2 separate regions of the Gossypium arboreum genome follow, and region 1 is linked to region 2. Evidence: chromatin contacts called from public Hi-C data. All regions are on one chromosome and are shown on one strand. The core of a region is the stretch at or near the end of the contact, and the rest is flanking DNA. Distances in the headings are between cores, read along the strand shown. Region 1 holds the start of LOC108465033 (probable protein phosphatase 2C 80). Region 2 holds the start of LOC108470946.

What was found. A called contact is a pair of places that touch in the nucleus more often than the background predicts.
Region 1: a Hi-C map of leaf shows a contact between it and region 2, with 2.7 times the contacts expected there. The contact joins the promoter of LOC108465033 here to the promoter of LOC108470946 in region 2. A contact is called at or near these places in 2 of 5 Hi-C or Micro-C datasets (both in leaf).

The regions. Positions count from the first base shown.
Region 1 is chr11:28,217,171-28,223,171 of ASM2569848v2, reverse strand. It overlaps LOC108465033 (probable protein phosphatase 2C 80), which reads right to left and starts at 4,059. Exons shown (of 6, transcript XM_053020883.1): 1 at 3,586-4,059; 2 at 2,715-2,984; 3 at 2,249-2,624; 4 at 1,717-2,025; 5 at 871-1,020; 6 at 28-438. The coding sequence starts at 2,839. The coding sequence ends at 142. It also overlaps the pseudogene LOC108465025.
Region 2 is chr11:27,981,127-27,987,120 of ASM2569848v2, reverse strand. LOC108470946 reads left to right here and starts at 3,790. Exons shown (of 3, transcript XM_017772478.2): 1 at 3,790-4,186; 2 at 4,309-4,524. The coding sequence starts at 3,935. LOC108473203 reads left to right here and starts at 2,108. Exons shown (of 2, transcript XM_017774738.2): 1 at 2,108-2,270; 2 at 2,545-3,067. The coding sequence starts at 2,197. The coding sequence ends at 2,812.

The sequences.
Region 1 (6,001 bases), core at 2,810-5,309, 240 kb before region 2:
CAACAAGGAAGATAAAATCCATGAAAGTTGTTAAAGGAGGAACGACGGAATTACTTATTGAACAAAAATCAAGGATCAAAACTTCTCGTGAATCACAAGTGCATAAAGAAAGGCCAATATGAATGTTTCTTTCACTAGGTTTCACGTATTGGAAGAGCCAGCAATATACGACACAACAACAGTGATGTCGTCAAGCTTGCCACCATAGTAACGAAACCCAGCATCTTGAGCTGCTTTGGCAAACGGTGTCTGTCGGTTCTTATCCACAGCTCGTTCACGAGCCAATGTTGCTATCTGCTTAGCCATCAATTGGGGATTGAAGCCAGCTCTTAAACCATGAACAACAGCAGCAGTAATCTCATTATTATACAAGTTATCAAACAACCCATCTGTTCCAGCGATAATCACATCACCTGACAGAACAGGAATTTTGAAAACCTGGCCACATTATTCCAACAATGATAGATTAGGGACTGTGAATAGGTAAAATAGCTTCATATCTTCTATGGAAGACAACATCCCAAAATCATCATCCCATCAAACATAAGTAGAAAAAGAAAGGAAAATAGAAAATTGATATCTGCCTTCACAAGATATAAGCAATTATTATGAATATAATAACTCTTAACACCCACAGTGAAACCATTTAAGAATGCAGCTACATGAGGTCCAACAATTAAAACTTAAACAATCTTTACTTTTAGTTAAAGTTAACCATTTAGCGATAAAAGATCCTAAAAACCGAGGAAAGCAAGCCACGAGTTCCTATCCTATTCAAAGTTATCTTAAGGTCAAAAAGGAGGGAAATAAAAAAGAACACTGCTATCAATCCCTTGTATCAAAATGGAATATCATAAAACATCAACTAACCTGACCAGAGCTTGGTAGATCACCACCGTCACCACTCTCCAATTGATATGTAAAATTGAAACCGTGTTGCTGGACTGGGGAATGGTAGACGGTGCAGCCATCCCTAACCACAATGAAACCGCTGTCCCCCAGATTTATTGCATGTATCCCCTGTTGAGAGTAGTAAACTACATGATATCATATGGGATATAATTTGATCGCTAAAATCTTATCGACCTTTTTAGATTCGGGCAACTGAGCAATCCAATGAGCTCTAAAAATCAAGCTAGATCAATTCTTTACGGCCATTAAAAACAAGTCATATTCCAGTATACAGACAAGGAATGAGATTATAGCAGTCGATCCACCTAAAACACGGATTGAGATACGGAAACTGATGAATGTAAATAAGAAAAGACAGATATTTCAATAGGTTCATGTGTTCATGCAGTCAAATGCTCTTGCTAAGTTCACAAAATAACTAATAATGTGGCTAGGACTTCAGTTCTCAGGAATAGAGGAACTCTGCAACATACAACTTTACCAAGAGTAAAATTTAAAAGCTTAACTACTTTTCCTGAAGAAATAAAGTCTGATATTTTAAGAAAATGAATTTTCTTCTTTCTTTGTTTGGATGTGGGCATAATAAGCTAAAAAACTTGCGGAACAAGTTAGGTAGAGCTCACCACACCTATTAAATCATAAAAACCAATAGCAAGTTAATCATGAAGAACAATGAAAAAGAATCTAAGAAAGCTTTTCTGTTTCCTTGTAAGTATCATATCCTAGTGGACTCATCAATAAATGTCAATGAAAATTCATCTAAAGATTGTCTCTGCTCATCTTTATTAACAAAAGAAAACAAACCTCCTCTGTAAGGGCAATGATGCAGGCAGTTGAGGATCCTTGTGATTTTGTGCTTGAATGGGCTTTCTCTAATACTCTGGCTGGGTCAATGGAACCCTTTGGTTCATCTTGAATTGCTGCCACTGAATTACACATAAGTTCACGGGCAAATTCATCAGCATCAACGCCAACTTCCACCCAGCCACCAACACCATCAGCTACCCCTATGGCTTCGTCATTGGCACAAATGAAGTGAGCATCCTCTCCTCCTGTTTCTTCCTTAGCAGGATGTGGGAGATAACAAGACCCTGAAACTAGTCTAAAGCTTTTCTTGTTTGGAATAGCTCTGAAATCAACACCAAAGAACCAAACGGTGGAAAATAAGTACATGTGTAGATATCGTCTTAAAATGCTTGAGAATAGCTAATATCAGAAAAGTATAAAGATTATTGTATTTGTAGATTACTACTCAAATATAATTTGTAAAATTAAAAAAAGAAGTTAAAAGAAGGGACAAATGGTAACATATAAAATAAATTGAAGATAAGAGGACATTCTTTACAGGTAAACTTGCAGCCCGTTCATCCTTAGAACTCCCATCAAATGACAAATCATGAGCTGCCCTAGAAGAGGTACAAGACAAAGATGATGTGTGGATATTTTTCATCCTTGGACCAAAAGGAAGATTATATCCGGTATTTCTCTGCACTGCGTCACAAAAATTGTACCCACAAACAAGACGATTGTTGCGCTGTTCTTGCTTTCTCAAAATCAGGCTAGCTTTTTGGCAACTGCTTTGACTTCGATCAGCAAAATAAACCCCACTAGGTTTCAAGAAGTCCAAGCCATTCCCACAACTTGCTACCAACTCATCCATATAAACATCTCCGAAAACAGCCTTGGAACTAGACACAGCCATTGTTTTTGCCCTAAGACAAAACAGGTTCCGAATACAACTATTATCAGATAGAGATTTACCAGAGTAAGAGAAAGACTGAATCAACCCTGAATTCACAGACAAAAATTTGAGCTGTCTAAGCAATGAACTTGCTGAGTCGGACAACGGAACTTGTTTTCCTGTAAGAGACCTTTGAAAACCAGTAAATACAACAGGTTTTAGCTTAGAAAACACAACTGCTGGCATCTTTAACCCTTATATCAAGTTCCCTTAATTCAACCACCGTTTGAGAGAATACCAGACCTTGTATTGCAAACAAAAGGCTATACGTTGACACGCGTGTAACCACCTACCAGCAATTTCCTCTAAGGAAGCATATTTGTCTCAATACCTGAAATAGCAGACAAAATAGAGGTATATTATATTATATGTATTATGTACATTAAGGTTTGGGCTTTAGGAGCGTAGCAAAGATGCATAAGCTCACAAAATTCAACAACAAAAAGGAAAGAATGGGAAGAGTTGAAATCACTTAAGCTACTCACATGGCTCAAGAATTATTCAAATTGCATTTAGATCAAAAAATAATAATAATATATTAACTGGATTTTAACAAAAATAATAATATTACTCATGAAAAATGGTTTTGGATACATTGTTTTTTATTCTTTTCTTAGCAACTTTTGAGCATTAGAAGAAACGAGTAACCAAAACATAGCTTAAGTGTACAAATGCCTTTTTAAAGTTAAATATTTCTGGCATACAATAAAAAGAAAACATATGAATTCTGCATACATCAATGACAAAAACACATGGATAATTTTAAATTTTTAATCATCAAAAAAGAAGAAAAAAAAAACGTAGGTAATTTAAAGAATCTAAATGCTGAGAAATATAATTCACAAAAACTAGAACTCTCAACAACTACCTACAAACTACAGACAATAGCCAAATAAAATGCAGAACTTGATAATGAAAGAAAAAAAAAGAACCTGTTGAAGCGGCTTAATCTGGTATTATTCGACACCTGAATGTTAGAGACAAAAAGGAAAGAAAGCAAAGAGAAAGAAAGAAGAAAGAAGCTCCGAAGAAAGACCTAAACGAGAATCGACGATCTCCGGAGCTTCTTCGCTGCCTCTCCCTCTCCCTCTCTCCCTCTCCCTTCGGCTCTGCGGATGCTGCGGATGTTTCACTTTTTCAGGGCAAGCGCTGTATTGAGGATAAACACGTGATACATTCTTGGACACGTACCCAACCCAACCCTCTATTCTTAGGACTTAAATGTATTTATTTCAAGTTCTTCCACCTAGATTTAATAGAAAAAAAAATAGATTTAATAGAAAATATTAATACCATAATTAAATTATGGTTCATAAGTTATAAGAAATGATTAATTTTATATAGAAAAAATATATGAAAGTTGTGAGTAACTATGTTCTATACTTGCATGCTTAATTTTTTGTGTAAGTTTTCAACTCTTCAAGTGCAGTTGTTAATAAGTGAGTTTTAGTTTTGCTCAGTTTATTAATTTTAGATTAAATTGTATTAATTTCTAACCTACTTATAATGTAATAGTTTGATTTTGTATTATAATTAACTTTTAACTATCTATTTTAATACTTTAATATTTATAATTACTTCAACTTATATTTATATTTTGATGGTATTTTATTTATTATAGAAAAATTGGAACCCACAACAAGAGTGTGAGATATGAGGTGACGGTCAGTGGGAGGTTGGTGACTGACTATTTTTATAATATAGATTAAGCAAAGGTGGGGCGTGGACGGGTGGGTGCAATAAACAAATGGAGGGTTAGCGAAGCGGGGAGTTGAAGAGCGACGAGGTCCGTTCTTTTTTTAGGTTTGGGGTACAGCAAGGTTGTGGTGGTGGAGTCGCCTCATCCAAAAGTTTTGTCTCTACCTAGATATAAGTTTTAGCTATTGGATATCAAAATTTCTTTCTAAAAAAAAATCAATTAAATGATACTAATAAAAAGGGCTACATCAATCAATTAATCAGTTGAGTAATGCTAAAAGCTTCTTCTTCTTTTTTTTTTTCTTTTTGCGTAATGCTAAAGGCTATAAGAAATGGTAAAAAAAATGCTCCAAAATCAATGGAGCCCATTAATGGATTATTTGGCCCAAATAGGAAAGAAAAGGGAAAACACCCAGTTAAACATCTTATTCGTTGTCTATATGGTCCTGAAGCCCAATAAACCATTACGGTTTACAAAAGTCGAACTATTCTTGGAATTACATTACTTGAGTTCAACAAATAACCAAACAAATCCATTATTTTCATATAACTTGGGCAATAGTCTACGTACTAGCAAACATAAAAATAAAATGGGATAAATGGTACGAAAGGGAAAACCCAGCACAAATTTACAGATCAGCAGAGTGGAAGATCAGGAGGTGGAGGTGGCAAATTCTGCATTTTGCCTTTCCCATTCTTCACTAGAAAAGCCATTGACAGTCCCCATGTTGTGTGCACTTCCAGATGGCAATGCATGAACCTCATTCCTGAATTATTCATTACAGTTAATAAAGTAATCAAGGTGACAAAATAAAAACAAAACTGAATGAAAAATTTTATGGTTTTTAGCTATGAAATTCACCTGGATTATCAGCTCTGAATCGAATGACTGCCCATCTGCCTTCTGGCACACCCACTGTGTTCCTATAGGGAGGAAGGATTGTACAAGTTAAGAAGTGCAGTGGTGGAGTTATAGTTGCCAAGACCAGTGCCCAACAAGTAGAAGCTAAAGCCGTGAAGGTGTATGGGATGCTTCTCAGTTCCTACTGTGCCAGTGTCTTGAAATATGACTTGAACTGCCCAACCATGTTCCAAGATACTAACTTGAGTCCCTATTGCGGATTGTGTATCGACACTAATGTTATTGGGAGCCCCATTTACAAAATCATACATCTTTTCTGGTTTATCAGGGAAATCCGTACTATAATATCCTTGTAAATTATTGTAATAAGCATTCAGAAGAGACACCATTGGTCTTCGAAAAGTTACATTGTTGACTGAAGCCGCAAAGATTCCCCCATCAGGCCCCTGGCATCTATCAGAGTCAGGTGCGTCGCAGCTGAACGCGTTGAGTCCAATTGTCGATTGTCAAAGGAACATCAACAGGGGACCATTGGTGGTTTGGGTATAGCCTTTTGACTTGGTCCGAGAATGCTTGAACCGATGCAGTGTCATTTACATTAGGTATGATTGGTTCAAGAGGTGTCATCGACGTTTCACACGTGACTTCTGAGCTAATTTGTCTACTTTCACTGTGGGTGATGCATAACGGAGAATCCCACAAGAAGTTTTCATCAAGAAGGGGACGTTTTTGGCTGGCATGTAAGGGGCCATTGCCATGTATTTGCCAATGGACAGGTCTGCTTTGAG
Region 2 (5,994 bases), core at 2,541-5,040:
GTCTAACATATTAAAGTCATAGTTAATACAAAAAAATCAAATTCTGCCATTACAGATTGTACCTTGTATAAATCGCGGATTTAGTATTTATACTTCAATTTGATCAATTTTAGTCTTTATACTTTTTGAATTTTGAAATTTTAGCTTGACCCAATAATAACTGCTAAATTTGTTTAGTTAAATTATTTCATTAGTCTTGTATTATGCGTAAAGTTATATATTAAGTCCATGTTCACCAATTGGACTACTCTTAGTGACTATATTTTTTGAATTTCAAAATTTTAGTCTTAATGAAAACGAAAGGCGTTAAATCTATTAACTGATTTTTTGTGAGTAATATGTGAAAATTGCAAAGTTAATTTCTTCTATTAGTCCCTATACTTTGCAAAAGTTGTGGATTTAATCCTTATACTTTTATTTGGTCATTTAGTCCTTGTACTTTCTAAATTTTAAAATTCCAATCATCACCAAACAATAATTGTTAAATTCATTACAAAAAGTTCTATTATTTCCAAATTCTGATGTGCCAAATATATTATCATATGTGTAATGCCATGTCCACTTATTATTTCCACATATTACTAACTAAAAATCTAATTAATGGGTTAACCACTGTCATTTGCGTCAAAACTAAAATTTCTAAATTCAAAAAGTATAGGGACTTAGAATGGTCCAATCGAAGAATATAGACTAAAACTACAATTGTACACATAGTACATGACTAATAATTAAATTTAACCAAACAGATTTAACTGTTACTATCTGGAAAAAGATTAATATTTTAAAATTTAAAAGTATAAGGACTAAAATTGACTAATTCGAAAAGTATAGGGACTAGTAGCAAAATATAACCAAATAATAAACAACCATAGCATTATACGTGCTAATACGTTTGACACATCAAATTTTAAAAATAATATAATTTAACTTTATGAATTTAGTAGTTATTATTTGATTAAAACTAAAATTTCTAAATTCTAAAAATATAAAAACTAAAATTAACTAAGTTAAAATACATGTACTAAATCCACAACTCAATAGCAGAATTTGAGCTTACAAAATAACAAACGCTAGTGATATATTAGCTGGTAAGGTTATTGATATTGTTACAAAAATAAAATAAAAAATAAAAATATGGTATACATTTCATGCTATCTAAATAAAATTTCAATATAAATATAATAAACGGATATATATTCTAGTTAAAATATATTATATATTAGAAATATTATAATATGTGTATGTATGTGGAAATCACAAATTTAGAATATAAATGTGAGTTTAAAAATAATATATAGTAAATAATGAAATGTATATTTTGAAACTAATTAATAATAACGCATGAAATATGTACTATATTAAAATAAAAAATAGATTAAAATTATTTATTACAGTATTTTTATCAATTTTGAGTTGGTATCGAGTTAACTTGTAATACTAATTTAATCAAATATATTAATATATATAAAATTGATGAAGGTAATAAAATGTGTATAATAAAAATTGAAATATATAAAAATATCAAATTAAAATTTTAGTTGAGTGTTAAATTAAAAATTTTACAAATATAATTGGTTTGGACTCAAATTTTATCATATACTAATTTTTATTTATTTATTTAAATAAAAATTAAATTATCCTCAAATAATATAATTTATTTTAATTAAAAATATTTGTATAATTAAAAACACTTATTACTGGCCATTTGCTTTACAAGATGCTCAATGCTAAAAGGTTCGTATTCCTATTTGATTTTTCTGCTTTCTTTTTCACTTTTGTGTAATACTTTAAATATTCAAAAAGAGATAACTTTACATGCTGGCATATTGATCGATCCACTCCTTTAAGCTTATATATATGGGAAAAAAGTAGTATTTGCATAATATCTTTTAAATGAAAAGGTTTAATTAATAATAGCTACCTAAACTATTAGATTTATTTGAGTTAAGTACCTAAATTATTTTTTTATGATACTAAACTTTAATTCCGATATAGAAATTGATACCTGCTGTTAGTGCCCTCAGTAAAAAAAAATGTCAACAATAAAATTTCACTAAGTCATCGTCTTATTAAAATATAATTAAATAAAATAAAAATAAATGACCTTTCCCTTCCCCGTCCACCGCCCCCTCTCTCTCCCCCTCCACTCACCGTCCCTCTCTCTCCATCTTCAAATTCCAGTTTGACTTTTCAGCAATGCTGGCCGCAAAACCAGATGGAAGTTGCAGCCCTTCTTTCTTTCCAATGAATTCCAGCCCCTTAACATTCTGGTAAGGGAATTTTACAGAAATGAAATCAATTCACCGTAACAATCTTGTTGCATTGCTCTCAGGCTGCCGATGCTTGGCAGTGTGTTGGTATTAGCACAAATTTCCAATCGGTGCATGAACTTCTTGTGTATTATATTTCAAATGCTGGTCTTGCACATCAGAATCGGGTTTTGCTTATAGCTTGGAGTTTATGGTTCCATTGAAACCTTCTTTGCTGGAAATCTGTTGACGAGTCTCCTAATCGAATTGTTCTTTTTCTGATGGTTATTTGCAGGATTGGAACGATGCTTGGGAAAGTTTCAAACAGCTGCAGGTACTTCAAATGGCTGGGAAAGACCACCGGAAGGTTGGATGAAATGCAATGTGGATGGGGCTTTGGGATTCTTGTTTGTGACCCCTCTGGCCATTTTGTCAAAGGCTTGTCTGGATCGTTGGGGGTCGGGATGGAACAGAAACTTATTAAAATCATGTCGATAAGAGAGGCTTTGTCTTCGCTGCATGAATCGATTGCCAGGAGGCTGTCCATGCTAGTACTAAACTGAAGCAAGACATCTCCTAGTTTGGCACCATTGTTCACGACTATTTACGTTTGAAATCTCAATTTCAACTAATATCCTTCCGTGCTAATAGAGCAGCTCACTATCATCAGCATTTCGTTCTAGGTTGGAATGATTTTCCTTCTTTTCTTTAAGCTATTTTGGTTTTGTATTTTGCCACTAATAATTTCAATGTCTCTAGCATTAGTCTGTTGGGTTGGGATAGATTTCTCCCTTAATTGCCTCTTAGAACATTATTGTTGTTTTATTTTATTTTATTTTATTTCGTTAATGAAAAATAAAAGTTTAATTGTTCAACATGATTTAAAATTAATATTTGTACTAAAAAAGTTAATTCTAAACCTCCAATCTTTTTTTTACCTCCCGCTAACTCAAATTCTTACAAATAATTTCGTAAATTTTAAATTTTCAATTTTAACTAAACTTTAAATTTATTAAATTAATTTATGTTATTTTTAAAATTTAATGCAGTAAATATATTATTATATGCATAATATCATTTTAATTAATGAATTTAACGGGTACTATTTAAGTTAAAATGAAAATTTCAAAATTTGAAAAGTATAAAATTAAAAATGATTAAATTGAAAATTAGAGACTAAATTCACAATTTTAGCATAGTAAGTAACTAATAGCAGAATCTAACCTAGCTGTTACCAATTGGATTAGGATTGAAATATCAATTTCAATATTCAAGAAAGACAAAGATTAAGAAGAGTATAAGGATTAGATCTGCAACTTACTCATAGTATAAGGACTAGTAGCAGAATTTGTCCTTAAAATGAAATGCGATCTCAAAGTGAGAGACGGCGCCGTGTGGAGTCGGTGGGTTATATGAAAATGAAATTGACAAGAACACTGGCAAAACGGTCAAATCTATTATCAGATTCACATCAACGGTCAATATCGTCCACAAATTAATCAAGTGTGGTGGCCCGCATAGAATGACATTTACATACAATTACTAATTCAGTCCTTTTCTCTCAAAACGGCAAATGGATCAAAATTAAAACGGCAAATCAAAGATCAGTTCCCTTTGTCGGTTTCCTTCCAAATCCAAGTCCACACCATTTCTACTAAACAAAGAACGCAAGAAGAAAAAAAGAAATGAAGAATGACGATACTCTGCCGACGACAACTGCAACGACAACAACGGCGTTAGCGAATGTGAAGAAGGAAAGCTCAGATTCGAGTTTATTTGGTAAAGGTCGTTACAAGTTCTGGGCTTTAGCGGCGATTTTGTTATTGGCATTCTGGTCGATGTTCACCGGCACCGTTACTCTGCGGTGGTCAGCCGGTAACCTCAACCGTTTTTCAGATGATTTTGATAGCCATATTCACGACGATCTAGACGTTCTCGTATGTTCCCCACAAATTTTCTCTTCTTTTTTTTTCTTTTTCTAATTCTGCTTTTGCCTGAAGTTCTGTTCTCACTTCTCGCTACTCAATTATTTTCTTTTTCTTGTTTCATTTTCGGTTAGGAAATGGAGGAGAGAGAGAAGGTGGTGAAGCACATGTGGGATGTGTACACTAACAGCCGTCGGATTAGATTACCTAGGTTTTGGCAAGAGGCATTTGAGGCTGCCTACGAGGAGTTGACCAGTGATGTGCCTGGGGTTAGAGAGGATGCAGTTAGTGAGATCGCTAAGATGTCCATACGCTCCGTGGATCTTGATCCTCTTCCAGTCCAACCAACGGTGAGGATTTAGGTTTCTTCTCATTGTTAGTTATGCTTATCTTCGTGTGATCTAGAATAATTCTTGCATTTCAGCATTTGATTAAACACATGCTTTGCTTAACGTGCGATTGTTCAGTAAACTTTTTACATGTAGATGAACAAAAGCAACTAGCTTTTTCTTTAATTGCTTCTGGGGTTTTATACGTAGTTTACATTTCATTCAAGTATAATTTCTGCTCTTGATCCTTTTATGAAACTTCATCTTCCTTTTGGGGAATTTGCATTAAGTGGGTGGGATCTAGAAGTTGGATACACATAGCACCCTAGCAGGAGCTATAAAATTTTGTTGCTAATCTTCTATAGTCATTGTTTTCATGGTATGCCATTCTAGCTAAGTTGTTCTTCTAGCTTTATCGATTCTTTTATGGATTAAGAAATATCAAGTTTTCTTTTTTTGTAATTCACACTAGAGACTAGTCCTTGACGATTGCTAGCAACCTGTCTGCCTCTTTTGGTGGGAAATCAGTTCTTAGTTCTGCCAAAGCTAAAGATAATCTTAATCTGGATGATTTTTCCCTTCTAGAGTTTGAGGTCCAATTAAGTGGCATTTGTCAAGGTGGTGCAAGGACTTTGGTATATTTCAGAACATGCAAGGGGATGGAAACTTAAGGTTTGATGGTTAAAGTTTTTATATTATGGAATTCTTTGGTACATATGGCCAAAATGAATAAGGGATTAGGTCAATTGATTGACATCAGAGCTTGGTAAAGTTTCTACTTGAAATAGGTAGGTTTGTGCCTCTCAACCTCTTTGTCAGTTGCAGCATATCTGAATTTGACATGAATTTGCAGCTGTAAACACCCTTTGTTTGCTGTATGTAGTGTGTTTGTAAGGAAACAAATGAACAATGAGCTGAGGCAAACTCTCTTTTCTTACTATGGATTTCTTCTCCCCTTATTTATTGGTGTTCTACGAGTTCCAGTGATTTGATATTGTTGACTTCCTCTTCATGCTGGGATCTATACTGAATAACATAACCATGTTATATGCTCTTGTACTTGGAGCACGGTTGCAGCATGTTTAGTCTCATGATAATTTCTGTTTTCCTGTCTTTTAATGATTGTCTCAATTGGAATGTCGTGATAATGGGGTTACTTTTACTCTGAGATATCCTTTAATTGAATTAGCCGAAGTGTCATTTGATTTTATTTATCTGTTTGGGATTTCACTGTTTTACTTAAGGAAGCACATCTAACCAATTAGTTTTTGTCATTCTTTCAGTTATTCTTCCTGTTGTTTTCACTTTAATTTGATGAACCATGGGGATACTGCACAACCTGTTTATCCAATAGGTTATATAGTCATTATGTGATCATGGTTGGATGGTATTGACTACTCATGACTAAACTTTTACACCCTTCAATGTCTCAACGAACAGTCTTATAGTAGAAAACTTTGTTACCTATAATGATTCAGAGGTAAAATATCA